Regions from separate parts of the Mus musculus genome. Here all the other regions are linked to region 1. Evidence: chromatin contacts called from public Hi-C data. All regions are on one chromosome and are shown on one strand. Each heading gives the region's core, a stretch centred on a gene start, on an enhancer-like site or on the middle of the called end of the contact. The rest is flanking DNA. Distances are from core to core; before and after follow the strand shown. Region 1 has its middle 64 kb from the start of Gm31096. Region 2 overlaps Gm31359 (a long non-coding RNA gene). Region 3 has its middle 7.1 kb from the start of Gm30944.

Region 1 (4,651 bases), core at 837-3,336:
CTGTATTGCTTTAAGTATAAGATTTTGGTGAAAAAAAAAACTGATACAAATAGAGATCCACCGTGTCTACCCACTGTGAACTCCCCTTGGACGAAGATGCTCTCCTCCAACCTGGGAGCAAATCATTTCTCCAATAGAAATCATGAAGATGGTTGGGAGACCATTATGGAAATTAGCTTAAGGAAGCAACCAATGAGAGACAGGCTCATGGTGAAGAGTCCGTTCTCTTAACTCCGAGGCGTTTATCACAGGAATGATGAGAACCATGCTGCAGAAAGGATAGGCTGTAGAAAGGACAGGCATTTAGATCAATTGAACAGGGCAGGGAGTCCCAGAGAATGCTATGCACACACTGGCAGCAGACTCTGGATACAGGGAAGGACAGACTGTTGAGCGTGGTGTGGGCGGGGTTACATAAACATAAACAGAGGAGAAGACAGCATTGACACAGACTGCTATAAAACACTCAGGAGAAAAATCTCCGTGGTTCTGACTTAAGCAGTGAGTTCTTGGATACAAACCAAAGAGATTATCTAACTGATAAACTAGACTTGATTTGATAAAAACTTACTTTTTTTTTCTTCAAGAAATAAAAAATAAAGGAAATGGAAAACAACACCAAAAATAAAGAGAATAAGAAAAATAACATGTGGAGAAAACATCTGTAAATCACATATCTGGGAAAGAGCTTGTGTGTAGATGGAAATCTCACAGTTTGGTAGTAAGTAAAAACCAGACTGCTCTATAAAATGCAGGCAAACCATCTTAACAGATGTGTTATCAGAGAAGCCATATAGATGGTAAGTATGCACACAAAAGGGTTTGGCATCGCTGTTGATATACAACTAAAATACCACTACAATTAATTACAGCTAGTTACCCATGAAAATAGCAATCAAACAAGAAGCTGCAACCATGTCAGAAAAACACGGGACCATGGAACAATCATAGCTATGCTGCCGGTGGGAATAAATTGCGATTGTTTTGGAAAACAGTTTGGCAGTTACTTTTCAAAGCTATGAATGCACTGATACCAGCCAATCTGGCTCAGGCTATTTACTGAAATGATAACTTCCAATCGCACCAACCCCCGAGTTTGGGTGTTCACTCTGACTTTGCTCATAATCACCCCAAACTGGAAGCAATCCAGACGTCCTTCAGCTGGTTAATGGGTGACAGATACCTGCATGCTTCTTAGCGATGAGAGAAAACACGTTACTAACACAGTCATGGATCATGCTAAGTGAACGAAGCCTGACTCAGGAAGCCGTACACATACTGTACGGTTCTATTTATGTGCCATTCTGGAAAGAAGCGGAAACCATAGGGACAGAAAATAGATCAGTGCTGCCTGGAGCTGGGGCTGAGGGGTCAGGATTGATTAGAAAGGGGCGTGCGGGAACTTCTGGGGACTGTAGAAATGTTTTCTATCTTGATTGTAATGCAATTTACATGAAAGCATGCGTTCATAGGAGTGGAAGAATGAGGTATAAAAAAGGTGAATTTCAGCAAAACACATAAATTTAATCTCAATGATACAGGAGTGGGAAAAAACAACCCTAAAACGTTGCATTTAACAAGCGAGTCTTCTATCATCTCTCCGCGTGACCCCATGATCACAGTTTATGAAGTGGGTTATGCTGTTGGCTAGGTGAGAAAATGTTTGTGGTTCAAAGAGCCAGTGTTGGACAGTGTGCCCGTGAGCAGCGAAGGTGACAGCGGGCTTTTCTGGGTGTGGAGAAGTCTGTTGCCTGCTCCCTGTTGCCTTTGGACCACCATGCTGTGGGAGATGAATAACCTGCTGGTCCCAGTAGTTTGCCCAACGGAAGTTTTCCAGGGAAGCATTTACAGAGTGCCTCCCAGTCTCAGGGTGATTCTACACCGAGCACCTAGGAGTCCTTGAGATCCTGTCCTTGAGGTAAACCCTCCACTTAAGTGAAAGAGGTCTTGTCCTGCCCCTGCCCCTCCGGGCGGGCGTTTCTGGAGGCTGTTAAGCCTGCTTTGCAGCCTGTGCTCTCAGGAACCCAGGCCAGGAGCTGAGACTCCTGTTGTTCACTGTCACTTTATCCTCTCCGCCCACTCCAGCGAGCCTGGCAGGGAGGCCATCCAGAGAGCAGCGGGTCAACAGATGTATGCGCGGCTTGCGGAGCTGAGGCCCAGCTGGGAGGATTAAGCTGTGAAAGGCCCCACTCTAGGCCCAGACCGTGAATCTCCCAGTTCCTGTGGTTTAAGCATAGCCTGAGTGTGCCCGTGGGAGATCCCTCTTCGCTTACAGACAGAGGCTAGAACACGGGTACTGATTCCACTGAAGTGCCAGGTAGCCAGTGAGGGCTCAAAGGACAACCTTTCATTTGAAGGCCTATACTTATAGAAATTGCTTGTCTGCTTGGCTGGGCTTCTGGGAAGGTATCAACCAAGAGAGAAAGAAAGAATGGAGAAGCTGCTGATTGAAAAAGGAGCGAGCCGCTCTGAACAACAGATCTGTGTTTCTTGTGCCTTGCTTGTAGTAATCTTTCCTTTTTAAGAGCCCTCCAGCCTTGGCATGGCTAAAATTATTTTGATCCCTTATAAGTCACCCTTTAAGAAGTCAGGTCACTAGATTGGGGTGAGGGGATACGGGCGGTTCAAGCGACCTGCACTTTGGGGAGTAAGGGGTGCTTTTAACCTCATGGTACTCCCCGGTTTCTGCTTGGTCAGACGATCCAAGCAAAGACTTCTTGAGCTCTCCACCAAAGAAACCTGTTGGCAAGGCCAAGACCACCTGGCCCAGAGCCAGGCTGGAGAGCAGAGCGGCTGCCTCGGGAGAGACGCGACAGCGTTTGTGCAGGCTCTGGTACCTGGAACAAAAATATGCCGAGCAGCAAATTACGGCTTTCAGATGTCACCGCCGCCATCTGACACGGCATTTCAGCGGTTCACGTCTTCATTACCGGGCTGTAGCCTCCTGTTCAGGCTGTTCCTGCGTGGGAGACAGATTTATGCTGCGTGGGCTACTGTATACCGGAGCAACAATGCTCGCTAGGGTTGTCAGGCTGATGGCCAACCCCCTGTGGGGGAGAAGAAGCCTGAGCCTCCGGGTTGCTTTGTGGGTGGGTGCCTATGTGTGTCCGGGACCCATGTGCACCCCACCTCCACCCTCCATATTATAACAATTATAACAGTTTAAGGGAACGTCCTCCTGCCTCCAGGATGGTGCCCTGTGTTTTTCTCATCTCCCTCTGCTTCCGTAACCCCCCCCCCCCATCTGCTAGATCCTTCCTCTCCTCCACCTCACTCCTCTTTGAGGTGGTAACTAGACCAACCCAGCCAGCAATCACAGCAATACCCTGGTGGCCCCCTTTTCAGTTTCTCAGCCTCACTCAGACTAATGGATCAGAAACATGTGCTTGCATCTAATGCCAGTAATCATATCCTGAGTGACCACAGAGAGAGAGAGAGAGAGAGAGAGAGAGAGAGAGAGAGAGAGAGAGAGAGAGAGATTGAGCAGAGGTACCTGTGGTCCCTGGGGATACAGTTACAGGAAGACAGCCTTGCTGACAGCAGCCACTCTGCCTAGCTTCAGTCTGCCTCCCCCTTCGCCAGCTTTCCTAAGCCCCTTGAATTTTTTCGACCCGTGATCTGTGCTCCTGGTGTGAAGAAAACACATTTCCATAGCTTCTGAGTATCTGCTTTGAACTGGTGTTTCCCAGCACTCGTGGTAGCAGACGTGGTGAGCCAGTGTATAGTGGCCGTGGCTAGCGAAACCTAGTGAACCAGGGAAAGGGGACTTGGTTAGGAGAACCCAGGAAGGCTTCCAGGTAGAAGTGGCATTTTGAGGTGCGCCTTAAAGAAAAGGCAGGATGCTGATAGATGCAAATAAGAGAAACTGCCTGTTTGGCAAAAGATGGGAAGACTAGTGGGAATTTAAATGACACTGAAGAACAGCTCCAGAAAGACAAAATAAAAGAGAACCTTGGATTACAAAGAGTTTAAATTCCCTGCTCAGCAGCAGGAAATTTATCAGTCATGGGAGCCATTGCAGGTTTTAGAGCCAGGGAGAGATAAATTAGTGTCTCCCAAGCAAACTTCGAGAGTACCCTCAATAGACTACAGAATATAGAGTATAGGGGTGATGTGAGCACCCCAGAGGGTATTAGATGACCTGGCAACGGTCTGCAAGAGCAGACATTGCACATTTGATAAGGATGGAAGGAAGGTGGTGTTGCAAAGATTTGGCAAGTGGTTGGATTTGAAAAATAAGGCCAACAGCTCTACCAGGGACATCGCTAACTCTGAGAGTGGAGGAGGGACAGAGAGAACAGCTGATTTGTAGCTTTGCAGGAGATACCTGAGTCAGGATGTCCCTGGGGAGCTAAGGTCGGGGCTGATAATGATGGAAAGGTAGTGGCTGTGAGGACCCTCTTCCTGGAGCCACCAGTCGTGAGGAGACAGAGTGAGGGCAATGTGGAAGGGAGGGGAGCTGAGAGCAGACTCCCAGGGAGAGAGACAGACACCTGAAAAAGAGAGAAACTGCCACTAAGAGCTTCTTGCCAGGAAGCTGAGGGAGGATAGATTCCTGTCACGTGCTGAGGTGGCTGAGGAGGCCCCAGGGCTCTTTCCTGAGGCTCCCTCAGGACAGAGGTGGGTGGAACCAGAAGCCTGCACGGAGAAG
Region 2 (4,651 bases), core at 1,334-3,833, 210 kb after region 1:
GGAAACTGAAGTTGGAACCTCATCATAGGCCCAACTTTTATAGGTGCCCTGGCATAGAAAACTAAGGAAAATAAAAGTTCAGACAGTTATGGTTTCCATACTTGTAATCTCAGCACTCAGGAGATTGAGGCAGGAGAATTTTCAACTCTAGGCCTGCCTGGCTTAAATAGTGAGAACTTATCCCAGACAAGCCCCCAAAATTAAATAAGGCCCTTGCCTGAGGACCAAGACTCATACATGTATGCATGTTCATATATGCACGCCCATGAAAAATTAAGAGACCAAAGTGCTACAGTCTCCTGAGAGGGCATGTCCCAATCATCTAGAAGCTCATTAGCAAACTTTTTGTTTGTTTGTTTGTTTTAGTATACAACAGAGTTTATTCAGGGCATGGGGAGGAAAATTAAAAGAGTAGTAGAGGCAGAGAAAGGCAGAGAGAGAGAGAGAGAGAGAGAGAGAGAGAGAGAGAAGAAAAGTAGTGGTTAGCCATAAACAAGTGGGCATAGGGGGAAGGGAATAGAGAAGGGAGGGAGGAAGGCAAGATATCAAGAGGTCAAGAGGGAAGCAAGAGTAAGCAAAAGGCAAGGGAGAGCAAACTCATGACTGGAATCCTGTCTACTTGTTCTTCTCCCTGATCTCTCTTGTAACTTATTCTATTTTCCTTTATCATTTTTGTTCCTAGCAGCTCTTAACTCAAACCTTCTATTTTTCTACTTCCCCGCCTCACCCTTTGGGTGACCCTACCTAGATTTGTAGTTTCATTTTTTTTTTCGAGACAGGGTTTCTCTGTATAGTCCTGGCTGTCCTGGAACTCACTTTGTAGACTAGGCTGGCCTCGAACTCAGAAATCTGCCTGCCTCTGCCTTCCAAGTGCTGGGATTAAAGGCATGTGCCACCACCGCCCGGCTAGATTTGTAGTTTCAATTGTGATCATCTTTCCGGTGACTCCAAAGCTCTCTCTGTAGTCCAGATATCTCTACTATCCAACCCACTTGGTACCTCAGATAGTGGTGTACAAGGATGAACATCAGCTGATTTGCCTGGAAACTTTTTTTCTATGGTCTTCCTTGTTTTAATTCCATTCTTTCAGTTGCTCAGAACAACCTTGGAAGCCTTTTTTGACTTTGTTTCTCCCCAAGCCCTGTCTATCAAGTCATTAATGTTATCCTTCTGGTGTTCTGCCATCAGATAGCACCCACTAGTCAGTCATTTCTCATGCTCCATTGCCACACTTTGAGGCAGGTCCCCAGTTATGGTCTTCCTGCTCTACCATGGACTACTTAACTTCTTCTCCACATAGAAACCCAAAGGGAGCCTTTTGAATATCATTTACGTTGTACCAAACATCTGCCAGAAATCTCCCTGTCCAATGCCTGTTTATGGTACCTGTCTTAGAGTTTTATTGCTATGAAGAAATACCATGACCACATCAACTCTTATAAAGCACAACATTTAATTGTAGCTTACTTACAGATTCAGAAGTTCAGTCCATTATCATTATGGCAGGAAGCATGGCAACATCTAGGCAGGCATGGCACTGGAGGAGCCGAGAGTTCTACGTCTTGTTCCAAAATCAGCTAGGAAAAGACTGGCTCTCATATGGTTAGAAGCAGGGTCTCATTACCCATGCCCACAGTGACATACTTCCTTCAACGAAGCCCGTAGCCACCAGTGCCCACTGGGTTCCTGAAAGGAAAGCTGAGGATAGATGGGAAGGATGTCAGAGAAATAATGAGCCAAGACAAAGTTCTCTGATCAAGGCTCAATGCTTAATTCTAAGGTCTGAATTTAAAGGGGAGAAACCCATTCCCCCACTTTGCCAGGATCTTGTCAGGAAGACAAGCTCAGCTGCTCAGCAGGTAGTGGCTTCTTGCAGGAAACTGCAAGATGTGGCAGGACAATAGACTTCACCTAGTTTGGAAGACTCCACCCTAGGTGGGTTAGCCTACTGGGGCACAACAAGGTCTGATTCAGCCTGAGGGAATCAGACAAGACTGAAGGGGAAGGGCACAGAGTCCACACCCACCCCAACAAGGCCACATTTCCTAATTCCCTAGGCCAAGCATATTTAAACCACCACAGTACCTGAAATAAAACCAAACTTCCTCCTGCAACATGTAACTTCACATGAGCCAACCACCAGAAGCTTGCCTAGCATCCTCTCCTCCTACCTTCCTTCCCCTTCAGATCATTGATGCTGCCCTGGCATCCCCTATCTCCATCCCTTGAGCATATTATGTGTGTGTGTGTGTGTGTGTGTGTGTGTGTGTGTGTGTGTGTGTGTTCTCCAACTAAGCTTGGTTTTGCCCTTCTTTCTGCCCTAAATGTTCATCCTTCAGATAATCAGACTGTTTCTAACCTATATTCAGATATCATTTTGATGAGTTCCCTCCCCCTGGTCTTTGCTTCAGGACCAGACAATTCATCTGCAGCATCTTCAATCCTTTCCGTTTCTTCTGTTTCCAGAGTTTTTCCCTCTTATTCTGCTCCAATTGCCACAGAACATTGGCTCTATGGGGGCTCCCACCAGGGTTATGTAGGCACAACCTGGCAATACCTCCCTACACAGCATACCATATGCCTTCCCCCCTCACACCTCAGGCTTCCCTACCTGTGCCAAGTAGCAGGTGCCACAGGATATGCTTGGTGCCCACATATGGACAACTCACAGTTTTGGAGTTAATACCCTGAGGGATGTAGAAAGCTGCAATTTCTTCTCTTTTGTAGTGTCCTGAGGCACAGCAGCTCTTGTGGTCAATCAGGAGCCATTTCTATGGAATGTGGAGATCACTTGCACTTGGCCCCAAGCAACAACTATCAGAGAACATACCTTGTACTCTTTCTCCAGTCTTTCTGCCTCCCTTTGGCTGTCTTTTGTTCTTGTTTCCCTGAAAGATAAAAGGAAAACACTTATGCTCTAGGTTGCTTGGGTTTTATTACTTTTAGAGACAGTCTCAAGTAGCCCAACCTGTCCTCAAACTCATTATGCAGTCAAGGTTGACCTTGAACTTCTGACCTTCCTGCCTTCTACCTCCCAAGTAGGAGGGTCACAGCCCAATGGAACTGAAAAATCAGGGCTTCCTACCTGCTAGGCAAGCACTCTACTAAATGAGCTACATCCCAGTACCATAGCTCTAGCTTTAGACACTGTATTCCAGAAAAACACACACACACACACACACACACACATACACACACACACACACACACACACACACACACACACACACACACAAACTTCCTATCCTGTCTCCTTTTATTTTTCTTCTCAATTCTTATCAGAATGTGGGACACCATGTATATTTATTGATCCATTTCACTTTGTTGTCTGTCTGCCTCCTCACTCCAATATAGTTTTCATGAGTTCTTGTCTATTGGGCTGACTATTGTACCCTAAGCATTTAAAATATAGGAAGTACTCAAACATTTGTCAAAGGAATGAGTGGATGTGAGGAGCTTGTCTGGGAAAACTACGAGAACCCATGGTATCTACAGCTATTGACTCGGAGGAAGAAGCAAAACCTAAGGCAGTGCTGACCAGGGAACCTGGCGGGGAAGTTAGCCAATCAGAAGCAGGTTTGTCATTCGCTAGAGGTGAGGCAGGTGTAGGGGCTCAGCATAGCACAAACCCACGTTCACCAAAGTCTTACTGTGTCCCACTCTGAATAAAGCAGTTTCATACATCTTGAAAGGAATATGCTGTGGCGTTGTCATCCGCCTTCCCAAAGCTTTAATGTTTCATTCGTACTGTTTTACATTTGGGATAAAAGTATGCTTTGATTTTAGGTAACGTCTTTGCTACCACTGGGGGAAAAATATCCTACCCAAGTCTACAGTATTCTTGTCATTCTTTTTCAAACTGAGAAAAATCAACTTTCATGGGAAGAAAATGCTAAAACCATATCAAATGTTCCATGGATTTAAGTCTGATGTAAGTAAATTCCGAGTGGGAGAAGTGACCCTGCGCATCACCTTTGTGGGATTAGGAGGAGTTATCCCGCCCTCCCATCCCCTGCCAAGGCAAACACAGCATCTCTGTGATCGGTTTGGAAGTCAGCCACATCAGGAGGCTTTTACAGCAGTCAAACAATATTTATTTGAAATACAGACTGCCTACGAAATAGCTAAAATTACTTGTCTACTGGAAACAAGATCAATAGAGAATAATAGCGAGTTGTGAGGGACTTTGAATCTGGAGAACATATTTTATCTCAAGTACAGTGTACAGAACAAGGAGGGTTTGTAATGAGAGACATGGTGAACTTCAGAAGAACAGTCTGTTAGGACTAAGAGATTTAACTGCTATAGCAGAACATACAGACATTGTATGTCTTGATTCTAGAACATCAGTCACCATGCCATTTCTGAAGGATGACATGGAGAAATGAGGCTCTTCTTCATGTGAGTAGTGTGATAATTGGTGTGCAATTAACATTTTACATATGACATATGACCCCACTTCTGGTGCATAATAATTATGAGATAAATGAAAGTTATTATTAGTAAACTTGTATTAGTCGCCAAAGGTAAAGCAGTATCTGAAAAAAAATCATGTGTCAGACAAGTTGACTGCATTCCTTATCAGTGAGTGGGAAGCACTAGGACCCAGCAGAGCCTATGGGAGGCTGATCCAGATAGCAGGGTCTGGAGA
Region 3 (4,651 bases), core at 1,023-3,522, 170 kb before region 1:
GTGTACAGGCCGCAGCATACATATGGAGATCAGAGGACAACTTTGTAGTCTGGCATCTCTCCTTCCATCTTTACAAAAACATCAAACTCAGGTTGTCAGGGCTTCACTAAAAGGGCTTTACCCACTGAGCCATCTTGCAGGCCTACAAAGTCGTTCTTTTTGGGGGGTGCGGTGGGAGGGAGGAATCTAAAATGTATCGGTTTATATGGAATACTGTTAGTTTAGCCACTGTGCTGGGCGCCATGCACAGCAAGTTAATAAGCTATGGTATCATCTGTCCCTTCCTCAGGCTCACACCATTTGCTCCTGCAGCCATGCCTATAGTGAGAAAGCAGCCATGGAGATGCTGCTCAGCCAGAACACGGATCATATCCTAGAAGCAGTTGTGGGGGCTCCGAAATATCCCCCATTTAACCCGTTTAGCATTCTCATTTCTGTTGCTGTGATAGAAATGCCCCCCCCCCCAAAAAAAACAACTTTAAGGTAAAAGGGAATAATTCTACCCTCCATTCTAGGCTACAGTGCATCACTGTGAGGAAATCAAGTCAGGAGCTGGAAACAGAGACACATCGCGTCAGCGGCAGAGAGCGCATGCATGCGCACACTCAGCTCATCTTCTAGGGTATGGAACTGCCCACGGCTTTAGGCTGGGCTATCTCGCTTCAGATAAGGTAATCAATACAATCCATGAAGACTACAGGCCAACTGGATCTGGACAGTCCCTCACTGAAACTCTCCCCTATGCGATTCTAAAATGCATCAAGCTGCCAGTTAAATTGAACCATCAATCCCAGAGTCAGTTCTTATTTTTCAGTACCAACGTTGAGGTAAACAGCTTCAACTACCTCCAAAAAGCTAAAACAGCTTCTGAGGCAGAAGTGCAAAGACCTGACTCAGTGGATCTGGGAATTCTGCCAGCCTCCTGGCTTGCCCTTTAGTGTGAACCAACATTTTCCTAGCCTGGGCACCGGGCATAGATGCCCTAGCTCTCTGTTTAATGCAGATCATCACACCAGAGCCACCCGCACCGAAATCCCCCAAGTTGGAAACAGCTTTAAAGGTCTCATTTCTGCAAGGTCTGTTTCTGTAGATCCAGAGCACTGTGCTGTTGAGGTGGTAATGAAGGAAAGAGGGGTGTCCCTAACCTTGAAAGCAGAGAGAATACAGCGTAATCTGTTGACAGGTCGTGGTCGGTTTTTATGTGTCTATTTTCTCTGTTGCCTTGTAAAGTCTACCTTTCTTCAACGCTCCTGGAATCCAGATTTCTTCAGATAATAGTTTGTTCTTGACATTTGTCTCTTGCCAGGCACAGGGAGGGAGGCTTTCCCTGACCCTGCCTGACGATCACCCTGCCTCTGCTCAGAGGCAGGCAGGGTGGCTCCCACCAGCAAGGGGCCAGCTGCTGGTTCTGGCCCAGGTAAGACCTGCTCTACAGCTGCCCTCACCCAGGAGCATCAGGTAACTGTCAGGAAGTTCCTCTTGTCCTTCCAGTGCTAGGAGAGACTCATCTTTTGTGGTCCCTATTCCAAAGTTAGTCCCTTCCTGCTCCTTTTCAGTGGCTGAGTCCCAAAGTGTAGAAGTCTATCCATTATGTTTTTGCTCTAATCTCGATTGCTTGAGAGAGAAAGAGAGAGAGAGAGAGAGAGAGAGAGAGAGAGAGAGAGGAGAGAGATTGTGTGATTTCTAGGCACAAACTTAAGGGTACACAGTGAAGTCCATAGCTTATTTGTGTTTGTGAAGGGATCATGAGTCTATGTTCTCTCTCCTTCCTTCCCTCCTTCCCTCCTTCCCTCCTTTCCTCCCTCCCACTCTTCCTCCTTCGGTCCCTCCCTCCCTCTCTTCCTCTCTCCCTACCTTTACTTTCTTCACAGGATTTTACTAGACAGCCACAAAACTGACCTTGAAATCATAATTCTCCTGCCTCAGCTTTCTGACCATAGAATTACAGAATTATGCCTCCACTAGTGGATCCTTTTAGCTTTTAGAGGTTTTATTTTTGTTGTTGTTTGTTTTGTTTTGTGTTTTTAAAGACAGTCTCACTATGCAGCCCTGGGTGGCCTAGAATGGCTCTACAGAGCAGGGCTGGACTTTAACTCAAAGAGACCCAGCTCTCTCTGTTTCCACAATGCTGGGGCTGAGGGTATGCAGCACCATGCCTGGCCTTTTCGCTAGTTTTACTGTGCACCACCACCAAGCTTTAGAGCAGGTGTTTCTATTACAGCTCATATATAAGGAAACCAAGGCTCAGCCGCCTCCATAGCGACGACAAGCTGTCAGTGGTGAAGTCAGCCAGAACTGCTGGGATTCCAAGGCTGCCGTTCTGCCCTGCCGTAGCACAGGCAGGCCCCCCAAAGCAGCAGCCTGTCAGAAGCAGGGCTCAGAAGCACAACTGTGTTCTCCCACAGAAAGAGACATCTTCCAAACAGGCCACAAGGAAGCTTCCAGTACTGCAAGCGCTTCTTTCCGCCTCTCTCCAAGCAGCATTGGCTGCCAAAGAACGAGGTGTGGTTTGACAATTTCATCCTCATGGAGGTGATTTTGAAGTGGCTTCTGGGAGGAGTTAGGCCCTTTGGGGATGACTGCGCCTACTGCATTGTGGGCAAAGGGTCTTGCTGGCTTCTGGGTAATTCTCTCCTCTGCTCACTGCTTCCTAACTCCCCCTCTCCCTCTACAAATGGCAGATGACAAAAACTCCCGAAGAAACTTCTCATGGCTGCATTTGTCTGTATCAGGGGAAATTAAAATACCCACATTTCCATGCTCTGAGGTTTGATGCCTTATTTGCATATTTTATTGATTTTTCCTCCCTTCTCCTCTCGGTGAGGAAAATGTACCTGTGTGTCAGCACTTACCTGCATTAGCTGTGCCAATGTTTGGCCCTGTTTGGAAGCGCCCCCCCACCCCGCACCCCCACCCGCCGGCCCCCAAGAACCCTGGAGAATGTTGTTTGTTTTGTGACTTCCCCTATAGTCTTTGTTGTTCGTGGTTTCAAATTTTGCCAAGGAAAATCAGTCTTACAGTCATAAGCATTCAGCTATGAAGAGTCCCTCTGCACACTTTAATTTTTTTTCAAGATCTATAACTTCCTTTGCAAACATGGGGGGTGGGGACTAGCCAACAGAAAGGGTGCGGAAGAGAGACTTCTTCCCACTTTCTGGTGCTGTCTACCTGAATTTTTTGAAAGTAGAGCATTTAGAAACAGGGCCCAGGTACAAGCAGAGAAAATACATGCACGTCACTCTCACATGTACATGTGTGTGCACGTTTGTGTTGGTTGGTGTGTACCTGCCTTCATTTACACACTCGGAGGAGAACAAACACCCTCTTTTCAGTACTCTGACTAGAGGAATTCCCTGCTTGGGTAGTTAGCATTTGACTCTTAGAAACAAGGAATAGGAAATCCATTTTAAAAAAAATAATTTAAGCAAGAATAAAAAGAAAATGTTTGAATTATTAGCTCATTTAGTTGGAAAAGCTAAAAGTGGAGAAGTTTCAGGCATGGCTGGAACCAGGTGACATACAGTGTCCCCAGGCTTGACTTCTTCATCTATTAGTGCTGATGGTGACGTCCAGGAAGGCATGTTTTATCTCATTGCCTACAGCGGATCCAGCATTGTAATTTATCAGTTTGGCCAAACCAGTAACCAGTAAAAAGAACATAGTATGGCTCCTATGAGAACAGCTTGGTTCATGTGTTCATCTCTTAACCAATGACTGTGGCCACAGGACAAGGCCTGAGTTAGAATGGAGCTAGCCCCACCTCTACTTCGGGCCTCAGAATGGAAAAGGATGTTTTTCCAAAGCGAAATACAAACTCTTGTTTCCAAAAGAAAAAAATGGATGGCGTAGTGTGACAATCCCTGCCCTCATGGAGCATAGGCTGATATCAGTCCTCATGGGCAAAAGGAGCAGAGACGACAGATGGCAGGGCGATGGGGTGGGAGCTGGGGGATGGGGTAGGGGCACGGGGTGGTGTCGGGAGCCCTGTGAGTGTGTGTAGAATGAAGAAAACACACCAGGACTGCTGAGTCCTGCATAGCCATGTGGAAGCACAGGGTGGCACAACATGGTTCCTGCCCCTGGAACAGAGCCAGGGCATGGGCCTCCACAAGCGGTGATAGTTGCTGGGTGTGGGGCTTATTTATATATATAAACTTCATGTTCCTCCTTTGGAAAATATTCTCCCTACCAAGGTTATTGGGGGAAATGTCCTCTCTTCCAAGATTAATGACTCCATGCTATTCAGAGATAGCACTAATCTGGGAGCCAAGGCTATGTCTATGTCTCAGAGAAATGGGAAACACTGAGACCTTCAGACTAGCCCTTCAGGTGGAAAAGAACTCTAAACACATGAGTTGAATAATAATAATAATTTCTCAACTATGCAAAATATAAGGATGCAATATGGATTATATGAGGGGCTTCACAAATCTAAAAGAACAGATGCAATTGCACCATGAGCCAGCTTGTCAGAAAGATACAAAGGCAGGCAGATTCCTGAGTTCAAGGTCAGCCTGGGACAGAGCTAGTTTGGGCCTGGGTGTGGTGGAAATGGTAATCTCAAGACAGGATCCCACAGAGCTAGCTCATTGTGCTTACAAAGGTAGGCAGACCTCTGAATTCATTTGCAATGTTAAAAAAATGTGCTTGC

The links. Hi-C and Micro-C count contacts between places; a contact is called where the count stands out from the background.
Region 2: a Hi-C map of cerebellar granule neurons shows a contact between it and region 1, with 2.7 times the contacts expected there. The contact joins two enhancer-like sites. A contact is called at or near these places in 2 of 484 Hi-C or Micro-C datasets (cerebellar granule neurons and nephron progenitors) and 1 of 115 datasets of contacts at active chromatin or transcription factors (embryonic stem cells).
Region 3: a Hi-C map of cortical neurons shows a contact between it and region 1, with 2.2 times the contacts expected there. The contact joins two enhancer-like sites. A contact is called at or near these places in 5 of 484 Hi-C or Micro-C datasets (cerebral cortex, cortical neurons and forebrain) and 2 of 115 datasets of contacts at active chromatin or transcription factors (bone marrow-derived macrophages and embryonic stem cells).

What each region holds. Positions count from the first base shown.
Region 1 is chr3:85,183,970-85,188,620 of GRCm38.p6, forward strand. No RefSeq gene overlaps it. Among named protein-coding and RNA genes, the nearest start is that of Gm31096, 64 kb to the left of the region's middle. Within about 2 kb of position 2,087, at least 71 of the 459 cell types and tissues checked have an H3K27ac peak or open chromatin away from gene starts, as enhancers often do. A contact at or near this core is called in cerebellar granule neurons, cerebral cortex, cortical neurons and 1 more, where this site is marked.
Region 2 is chr3:85,396,053-85,400,703 of GRCm38.p6, forward strand. Gm31359 (a long non-coding RNA gene) reads right to left here. Exons shown (of 4, transcript XR_375769.2): 2 at 2,086-2,888; 3 at 1,472-1,698. Among named protein-coding and RNA genes, the nearest start is that of Gm31359, 3.7 kb to the right of the region's middle. Within about 2 kb of position 2,584, at least 3 of the 459 cell types and tissues checked have an H3K27ac peak or open chromatin away from gene starts, as enhancers often do. A contact at or near this core is called in cerebellar granule neurons, where this site is marked.
Region 3 is chr3:85,013,534-85,018,184 of GRCm38.p6, forward strand. No RefSeq gene overlaps it. Among named protein-coding and RNA genes, the nearest start is that of Gm30944, 7.1 kb to the right of the region's middle. Within about 2 kb of position 2,273, at least 31 of the 459 cell types and tissues checked have an H3K27ac peak or open chromatin away from gene starts, as enhancers often do. A contact at or near this core is called in cerebral cortex, cortical neurons and forebrain, where this site is marked.